Regions from separate parts of the Mus musculus genome. Here region 1 is linked to region 2. Evidence: chromatin contacts called from public promoter capture Hi-C data. All regions are on one chromosome and are shown on one strand. Each heading gives the region's core, a stretch centred on a gene start, on an enhancer-like site or on the middle of the called end of the contact. The rest is flanking DNA. Distances are from core to core; before and after follow the strand shown. Region 1 holds the start of A530088E08Rik (RIKEN cDNA A530088E08 gene). Region 2 overlaps Brd4 (bromodomain containing 4).

Region 1 (3,738 bases), core at 542-3,041, 190 kb after region 2:
TTGGGCCTGGTGGTGCACACCTTTAATCCCCACAAACAGGAGACAGGGACAGGCAGATCTGTGAGTCTGAGGACAGCCAGGTCTATGCAGCAAGAGCCTATCTTGGAAAAAAAAATCCCCATAATATGAAACCACTTTTCTAAATATAACATGAAGGCTGAGCTGTTTCTATGACATTTATTTAGTTTGTGCTTGTGCACACACATTTGCCATGGCACAAGTGGAGGCCGGAGAACAGCTTGACTTTATTGATTTATTTGTGTGGGTTCAGGAAGGGGAAGGGCAACACTTAGGTGTCAGTCTCTCCTTGGCCATGTGGGCTCAGGGTTTCCACCAGGTGCTTTGACTTGCCGGTCACCTCGCCAGAGCCTCAGTTGTTTTGAGATAAAGCCTTGTTACATGGCTTACGCAGGCCTAGAACTCAAGACTGATCATCTTCCTGCTCCTGCCTTCCAAGTGCTGGGATTTTAGTAGTCCTAACCCTGATGAATGGAAGGCATTTCAAAACTTTCCAGGAAAAGAGCTGAACTAACCATGAGCTTCCAGCAAACGCCAGCTCAACCAATCTTTCTTTTTTTTAAAGATTTATTTATTTATTATATGTAAGTACACTGTAACTGTCTTCAGACACACCAGAAGAGGGCATCAGATCTCATTATGGATGGTTGTGAGCCACCATGTGGTTGCTGGGATTTGAACTCATGACCTTCAGAAGAGCAGTCAGAGCTCTTAACCACTGAGCCATCTCTCCAGCCCGGAACCAACCTTTTAGGTGTATTTTCAACCCGATTTTACCACTAGAGGTGATACATACAACTCTTCTTTTTTTCTTGGTGGTGGGTGTAAAACCCACAATCCCACAACCCCTCCCATGTTAAGCAAGTGCTCTATCACCGAGCCACATCCGAGGCCCTAACTCTTTCCTACAATTGGATCTCTTAGTATATGCTAGGCCCTGGTCTCTAATCTTCCTAGTGTCCACTAGTCTCCCAGTTCTCATTTTGCAGCAGGTTTGTAACTGTTCCTCCCCCACCCACTACAACGTGAACTCCACAGGGCAGGGAGTGTCATCTGCTTTGCTGACATCTCTCCTTAGTGCTTCACTCAGGGACCAATTCGATGCTCAAAAAACTTCTGCTTGGCCCAGCAAGATGGCTCAGCAAATAAAGGTGCTTGCCTCCAAGGCTGTCTGAGTTTGATCCCCAGGACTCACGTAATTGAAGGAGAGAACTGACTCCTGAAAGTTGTCCTTTGACTCCAGGAACCATGGCTTGCTTGCTCCTTTCTAATATAAATAAATAAATGCAGGTTGTCCTCTGACCTCAACACGTGTTGTGATAAAGGACACACACACACACACACACACACACTGAATGAACATCTGCTTGAATGAATGAATGAATGAATGAATGAATGTTGTCTTTAAGGCAGAGAAGGGGAATTTCACATTCAAGGAAACAAAGTAAGACATAGGCTATGTATATATGGCAGCTCAAATCCACATGTAGCCAACGGCTTGGTCTACTGGATACCGAAGACAACAACCGTCAGTGCCAAGAACAATTAGACATCCTCACAGTACTAAGGTGCATGCATCCATTCAATGCTCCTTTCTCAGCTGAACCCCAGCTGCCTACGGGTCCTGCCAGTCTTCCTCGCCCCAGTTTAGGGGGAAAGAGAGATGAGCGCTGCTAGGGGCCCCAGCCGCTTCCTGCTGGGCTTTCATACTCCCCACAACTTCCTGTGTCTAGAGGGCTGATGCTAGATTGACAGACAAACACCCAGGCTTCCGGCCACCCAGCCTAGCCCCAGCTGGATTGGGGGAGAGCGTACCTGGGGCCTTCGGATTTGGCTTGGGTTCCAGTGGTGCCACGTTCTTGTGCCTTCCCCACAGGGTCTTGGAAAACCGGAGGCGATTGGACCGTGACTCCTTAGGGGGTGCAGAGAGGACCCGACGAAACAGAGATCTGGGGGCTGGCTGGCTGTTCACCATGGGCTCCTGATGGCTCAGGGCCCTTCCCCAGCCTGCAAAGCGGCCCCAGCGGAACCCTCCAGCAGCCTTTTCCCCACTGCCTCCAGTGTGCCAGCGGTAGGATGTCAGCGGAGAGGGCAGCGAGGGCTGCGTTTGGGAATCTTCTTCACTCTGCAACGGTGGGTCCATGGCGGAGGAGTCTCTGCTGCGAGACCAAAAGGTTCTGAACATTGTCTGCCCACATTCTGGCTTCATCTTCCCTGGTCTCTTCTCAGCTTCGCCTCCAGGAACATACTTGAGGATGCCACACGTACACCCTCCCTTACCTTGATTTCCTGGCCAGTCCAGAACCAGCAGCCGTCTGTACTGTGCCTAGCTTCCTTCCTCAGAACCTAGCTCCACGTGACCCTGTCTTGTCTCCCCCGCCCCCCCCCCTTTACAGTCAGGCTGGGAGGGCATGATGGGGGCAGGATGCGGAGGTGGCGGGGTGGAAGAGAGGTTGGCAGTTCTGGCTTCTGACGAGAAGGTCTAGGAGGCAGTACATACTTCTCTTTGAGCTTCAGTTGCCTTCTGTGAAATGGGAACATCTTGGATAAATGCTGGCTAGCAAGGCCCCCTAAAGTCTCCTGGTGGCCGGAGTGTGGAAAGACTCACTTATGTAGGGAAGCTGCCACAATTTTATTGGAATGGATTTATTATTTGTGTGTGTGTGGATGCTATAGTGCTCATATGGTGATCAAAGGACAGCCATGTGGAGGTAGAGTCAGTTCTCTCCCACCTTTGTGTGAGATTGGAGGCTGGAACTCCGGATCGTACATGGCAAGTGACATTACCCGCTGAGCCATTCACCAGCCCCTCCACCTTGGGAGTGGAACCTAGGGCCTGGGTGCAAGGCCTATGCTCTATTACTTAGCCACATGCCTAGCCGTCTTTTCATTTTTTATTATACAGACCGGGCCTTGAGCTCACGGCATGTGTTGTAGCCCAGGCTGGCCTTGGACTCTTGGCTAGACGTTCCCCAAACCAGTGTTAAGTTAGAACTAAAGATTGCATGTTCGTGACAGTTGTAGCCCTCATTGTGCCACACCTCCAGTCCTTGTTCTAGCATGGTTATGTGGCTCTCCTCAGATCCAGTATTTCCCCTGCTAGGCAGACATCCAATAGACATGGCCACCAACACTGCACCTAAGGACTCCATAGACCCCAGGTGTCCACTGACAGCTGGACAAATACTCAGTGACATTTCCACACCGAAGAGTATCGTATAGCAAGGAAAATGAATAAATTCTTTAACTAATGATGTCAGACGAATCACAGTGCGGAACAAAAGCAAAAGCTGAAGAGTATACCCTGTGTGAGTTCAGTCATCTAGTATAGAGTCCTAACCTTTACTCAGAGTGATAACTACACACACACATAAAAATCTAGTACTTAGGAATCTGAGGCAGGAAGCTTGTGAGTTCAAGGGGGAGCCAGGGCTCTCCTGCAAGACCCTGTATCAAAGAATAAAAAAACTAAAGAAGAAAGAAAGAAGGAAAGAAAGTAAGAAAGAAAGAGAGAAAGAAAGAAAGAGAAAGGAAGGAAGGAAGAAAAAAAAGAAAGAAAGAAAGAAAGAAAGAAAGAAAGAAAGAAAAGTAAAGTAGTGAGAAGTTGAGAACCAAGCATGTGACAACATGACAAGCCACAGACTTGGGGCTGGAGAGACAGCTCCGTAGTGAAGTGTGTGGCTGTCCTTATAGAGGACCAGAAACTGTTCAGTTCCTTAA
Region 2 (3,742 bases), core at 300-2,799:
AACAAACAGCCCCAGGATCCTAAAGTCTATTCTCACAGAAAATGTCTGTATCTCACCTTTACTCAAAACACACAGCATATCTATCTGTAGGAATAACATGCTGCTGAGAAAGAGGAAATGCCACAAGGAGCTTTTTAAAAAGGTAGAGTTGAGAACATCTCTTAGAATCCCGTGAGAAACTAACTACTATCCTGGCTTCTGCACATAAAACCAGATTCTCTCACCTGTTCCTGGAGTTCAGCCAGCCGCTGGGCTCGCTCTTCCTCAGAGTCGTCAGTGGAACTGTCGCTGTCGGAAGAACTGTCGCTGCTGCTGTCACTAGATGAGGGTGGGGCTACCACCTTTGTAGGGGGTGGCACTGCAGGAGAGGACACTGTAACAACTGGCTCTTCAGGCTCATCAGGCATCTTGGCAAAGCGCATTTCAAACACATCCTGGGGAGAGAAAGCCACGCTTATGTGGGTGTTCAGCCCTCGGAATGCCTGGGACCAGATTTGTTCCTTGGAGGAAACAGTGACCAAAGTTAAAAAAAAACAAAAAACAAACAAACAAAAAAAAAACTAGTCTTCTGAGAACTTTAGTTTGAGGGTTCTTAGTAAGTGTTAGGCCATGAGCAAGACCCCCAGAGAAGATGCCCAAACCTCCTTACAGGTCTGGAGCTCTCTGACATGAGGTTTTTGCTGGCCTCCTACATAGAGAAAAGAATGCTGGCAAAGGCTGAGTTGAATATTCCCAGTAGAATGCACATGTGTATGTGTCTACATCTGCCTTCCTATTACTCGGAGTAGTCCATGTAACTGAATAAGCCTATGGATCATGCATCTCTAGGAATGCTGGCTAGCGGTGTACAGTGCTTATGGCAATAAGGGGTACCTTGTGAAGTATAACCAACCAGAGCAGAAGCCACAGAAGCCACTGGGATTCTGGGCAGAGGAACACACACACACACACACACACACACACACACACACACACACACACACACACAGACTCTGAGACCAGCTGACAGTTACATGGAGTTACAGAACTCATAGAGCAGTAGTCCCTGCCTGTGCTCCTAGGAATCAAATCACACACAGGCAACCAACTGGCAATCTGTACTCCTCCCGCCTATGTTGGGGAGGCCACAGTCAATCCAACAACAACTCACAGAATAGACATATAAGGAATAAGGTTGGCTTCCCAGAAAGATTTTTTTTAAAGACCTGCTTTAAGAATGGAATAACCGGGCTGGTGAGATGGCTCAGTGGGTAAGAGCACCCGACTGCTCTTCCGAAGGTCTGAAGTTCAAATCCCAGCAACCACATGGTGGCTCACAACCATCTGTAACAAGATCTGGCGCCCTCTTCTGGAGTGTCTGAAGATAGCTACAGTGTACTTGCAGCAGTTAGGAGTAGCCTTGACTGGGCAGCAGATTGGAGCTGGCTCTGGAGATATTGGGTGCAAGAAAGCACCTGAGGGCATGAAAGCTGACCCTGACTTTCCTGCTGATGGAGTCATTTTGGGAGGCCTACCTGGAGAAGTGCTAGAGAACTCACCCTGGTGGTGCAAATAAGGGATAGCCAGTGTGCTGACCAGCTCAGCTACCTCCCATGCCCAGATCCAGGGCACTGAGTATGCTCATCCCAAACTTAGTATAATTTGCAAACACTTGGGCCAGTCCTGCTGATCCAAAGCTGCAGGATCTCCATGACACGGGCAACGAGAGAATAACCAGGAGTTCCAATGAGGATCCAACATTGATGGTGTCACCGAACATATATGCAGAGGGCCTAGGTCAGCTCATGTAGGTAAACTCTGTGTGTGTGTGTGTGTGTGTGTATTAGAATACTAAGCAGGCTGTATGTGATAAAGAAATCATAAGGTCGGGTGTGGTGACACACGCCTTTAATCCCAGCACTTGGGAGGCAGAGGCAGGTGGATTTCTGAGTTTGAAGCCAGCCTGGTCTACAAAGTAAGTTCCAGGACTGCCAGGGCTACACAGAGAAACCCTGTCTTGAAAAACCAAAATGGGAAGGAAGGAAGGAAGGAAGGAAGGAAGGAAGGAAGGAAGGAAGGAAGGAAGGAAGGAAGGTAGGTAGGTAAAAGCCCTTTCAATACAAATTCAGGTGCTGGGGGGGTCACAGTGTCTAAGTTATCTCAGATGAAACAGTCCAGAAGCCAAAGTTGGAAGTAGAAACCCATTTAAAATTTTGGGATACAAAAATTGAAAGTTCAGTAGGCGGTGCCACGTGCTTGGGAGGAAGCTTGAACAAACCAAGGCCCATAGTAAAACCTGCCTACCTCTGGGACCTAAAATAGGCGCCAAATGTCTTTCCAGTTTCTTTTTCCCTATTAAACAATTACAACCACAAGGAACTTGTGCCCACCTCCTCAACAAATTAAAGTCCTGTAAGCACATGGGCTGCAGTTACTACAAATCTTCTAGAATGAAGGTGGAAAGGAAGTTTTCCTTTTCTATATAACTTTTCCAAGTAAATTCTATTCCTGCAACATAGCCTAATTAAGAAACCTAAGTTGGGCAGGGTGTGGTGGCGCACGCCCAGCACTTGAGAGGCAGATTTCTGAGTTCGAGGCCAGCGTGGTTTACAGAGTGAGTTCCAGGACAGCCAGGACTACACAGAGAAACCCTGTCTCGAAAAATGTAAAAAAAAAAGAAAAAGAAAAAGAAAAGAAACTTAAGTTGGTTTAAATTTAAATTGTGTTCAGGGTTGGAGAGATAGCTCAAGAGGTTGAGATCACTGGCTTCTCGTCAACAGGTCCTGATTTCAGTTCCCAGCAACCACACAGTGGCTCATACCCATCTATTACTGAGATGTGGTGTCCTCTTCTAACCTGCAGGCAGGCATACATGCAGGCAGGACATTATACATATAATAAACAAACAAACAAACAAACAAAGGAATGAATTTTGTTTTCTTTTTTGGAGACAAGGTTTCTCTGTATAGCCCTGGCTGTCCTGAAACTCACTCTGTAGACCAGGCTGGCCTTGAACTCAGAAATCCGCCAGCCTCTGTCTCCCAAGTGCTGGGATCAAAAGGCGTGCGCCACCACTATCTGGCCTGAAATGAATCTTTTTAAAAAAACTTATTTTGTGTATGTATCTATGTGAGAATATGCCTATGGAGAGAGAGTAGGTCTGCATACCTGTATGCATAGAGACCTGAAGAGGGCATCCGGTGTCCTTCTTTGAGGTAGGTTCTGAGATCCAAATTCTAGACCTCATGGTGCACAGAATGCACTTTTAACCATTTACTCATTTCTTCAGTGTGTCCCCTCCCCCATACTTCTTAAAGAGGTAAACAAGGTAAAAGCTTTGTGTTCCCCTTTCTGGCTTCTTACAGATTTCTGATAGGGGACATTTGTAGAAAAAGAATACAAAACCCCAAGATGCTTCAAAGATAACTGCCTTTCAGAATAGAGATCTGCCTGGCAAAAGATAATGCTAAGAACCTTCCACCCCTGCCTGCCTCACAGGGACTCTCCTTGAGAACAGGCATCTCATCTAAGTCAAGCTTGTTAGTCAATGCCTATGAAGAACTCATCTCTGTAGGCTGCTAAGCAGCAGATAGCTTGGTGATCATCCTAATAAAAATGGTATGCTTGAACAGATTCACCCACTAAGAGGAGAAAGGTATACAAAAGAAAACTTTTAAACAAGACACCAAAATATAAAAGCAAACCCTTCCCCTTCAGAGTCCAGACTGTACAGAGGAAGAAGTAGTGGCAAGGCATGGGGGGG

The links. Promoter capture Hi-C pulls out the DNA fragments that hold promoters and counts their contacts.
Region 1: a promoter capture Hi-C map of stem cell-derived epiblast-like cells shows a contact between it and region 2, with 2.0 times the contacts expected there. The contact joins the promoter of A530088E08Rik here to the enhancer-like site in region 2. A contact is called at or near these places in 4 of 39 promoter capture datasets (the C10 cell line, the HPC-7 cell line, liver and 1 more), 1 of 115 datasets of contacts at active chromatin or transcription factors (embryonic stem cells) and 3 of 9 other capture datasets (adipose tissue, liver and pancreatic islet).

What each region holds. Positions count from the first base shown.
Region 1 is chr17:32,401,223-32,404,960 of GRCm38.p6, forward strand. A530088E08Rik (RIKEN cDNA A530088E08 gene) reads left to right here and starts at 1,792. Exons shown (of 1, transcript NR_029458.1): 1 at 1,792-3,586. It overlaps Rasal3 (RAS protein activator like 3), which reads right to left and starts at 2,359. Exons shown (of 18, transcript NM_001374604.1): 1 at 2,299-2,359; 2 at 1,834-2,177. The coding sequence starts at 2,161.
Region 2 is chr17:32,214,407-32,218,148 of GRCm38.p6, forward strand. Brd4 (bromodomain containing 4) reads right to left here. Exons shown (of 20, transcript NM_020508.4): 9 at 225-434. Among named protein-coding and RNA genes, the nearest start is that of Ephx3, 27 kb to the left of the region's middle. Within about 2 kb of position 1,550, at least 9 of the 459 cell types and tissues checked have an H3K27ac peak or open chromatin away from gene starts, as enhancers often do. A contact at or near this core is called in stem cell-derived epiblast-like cells, where this site is marked.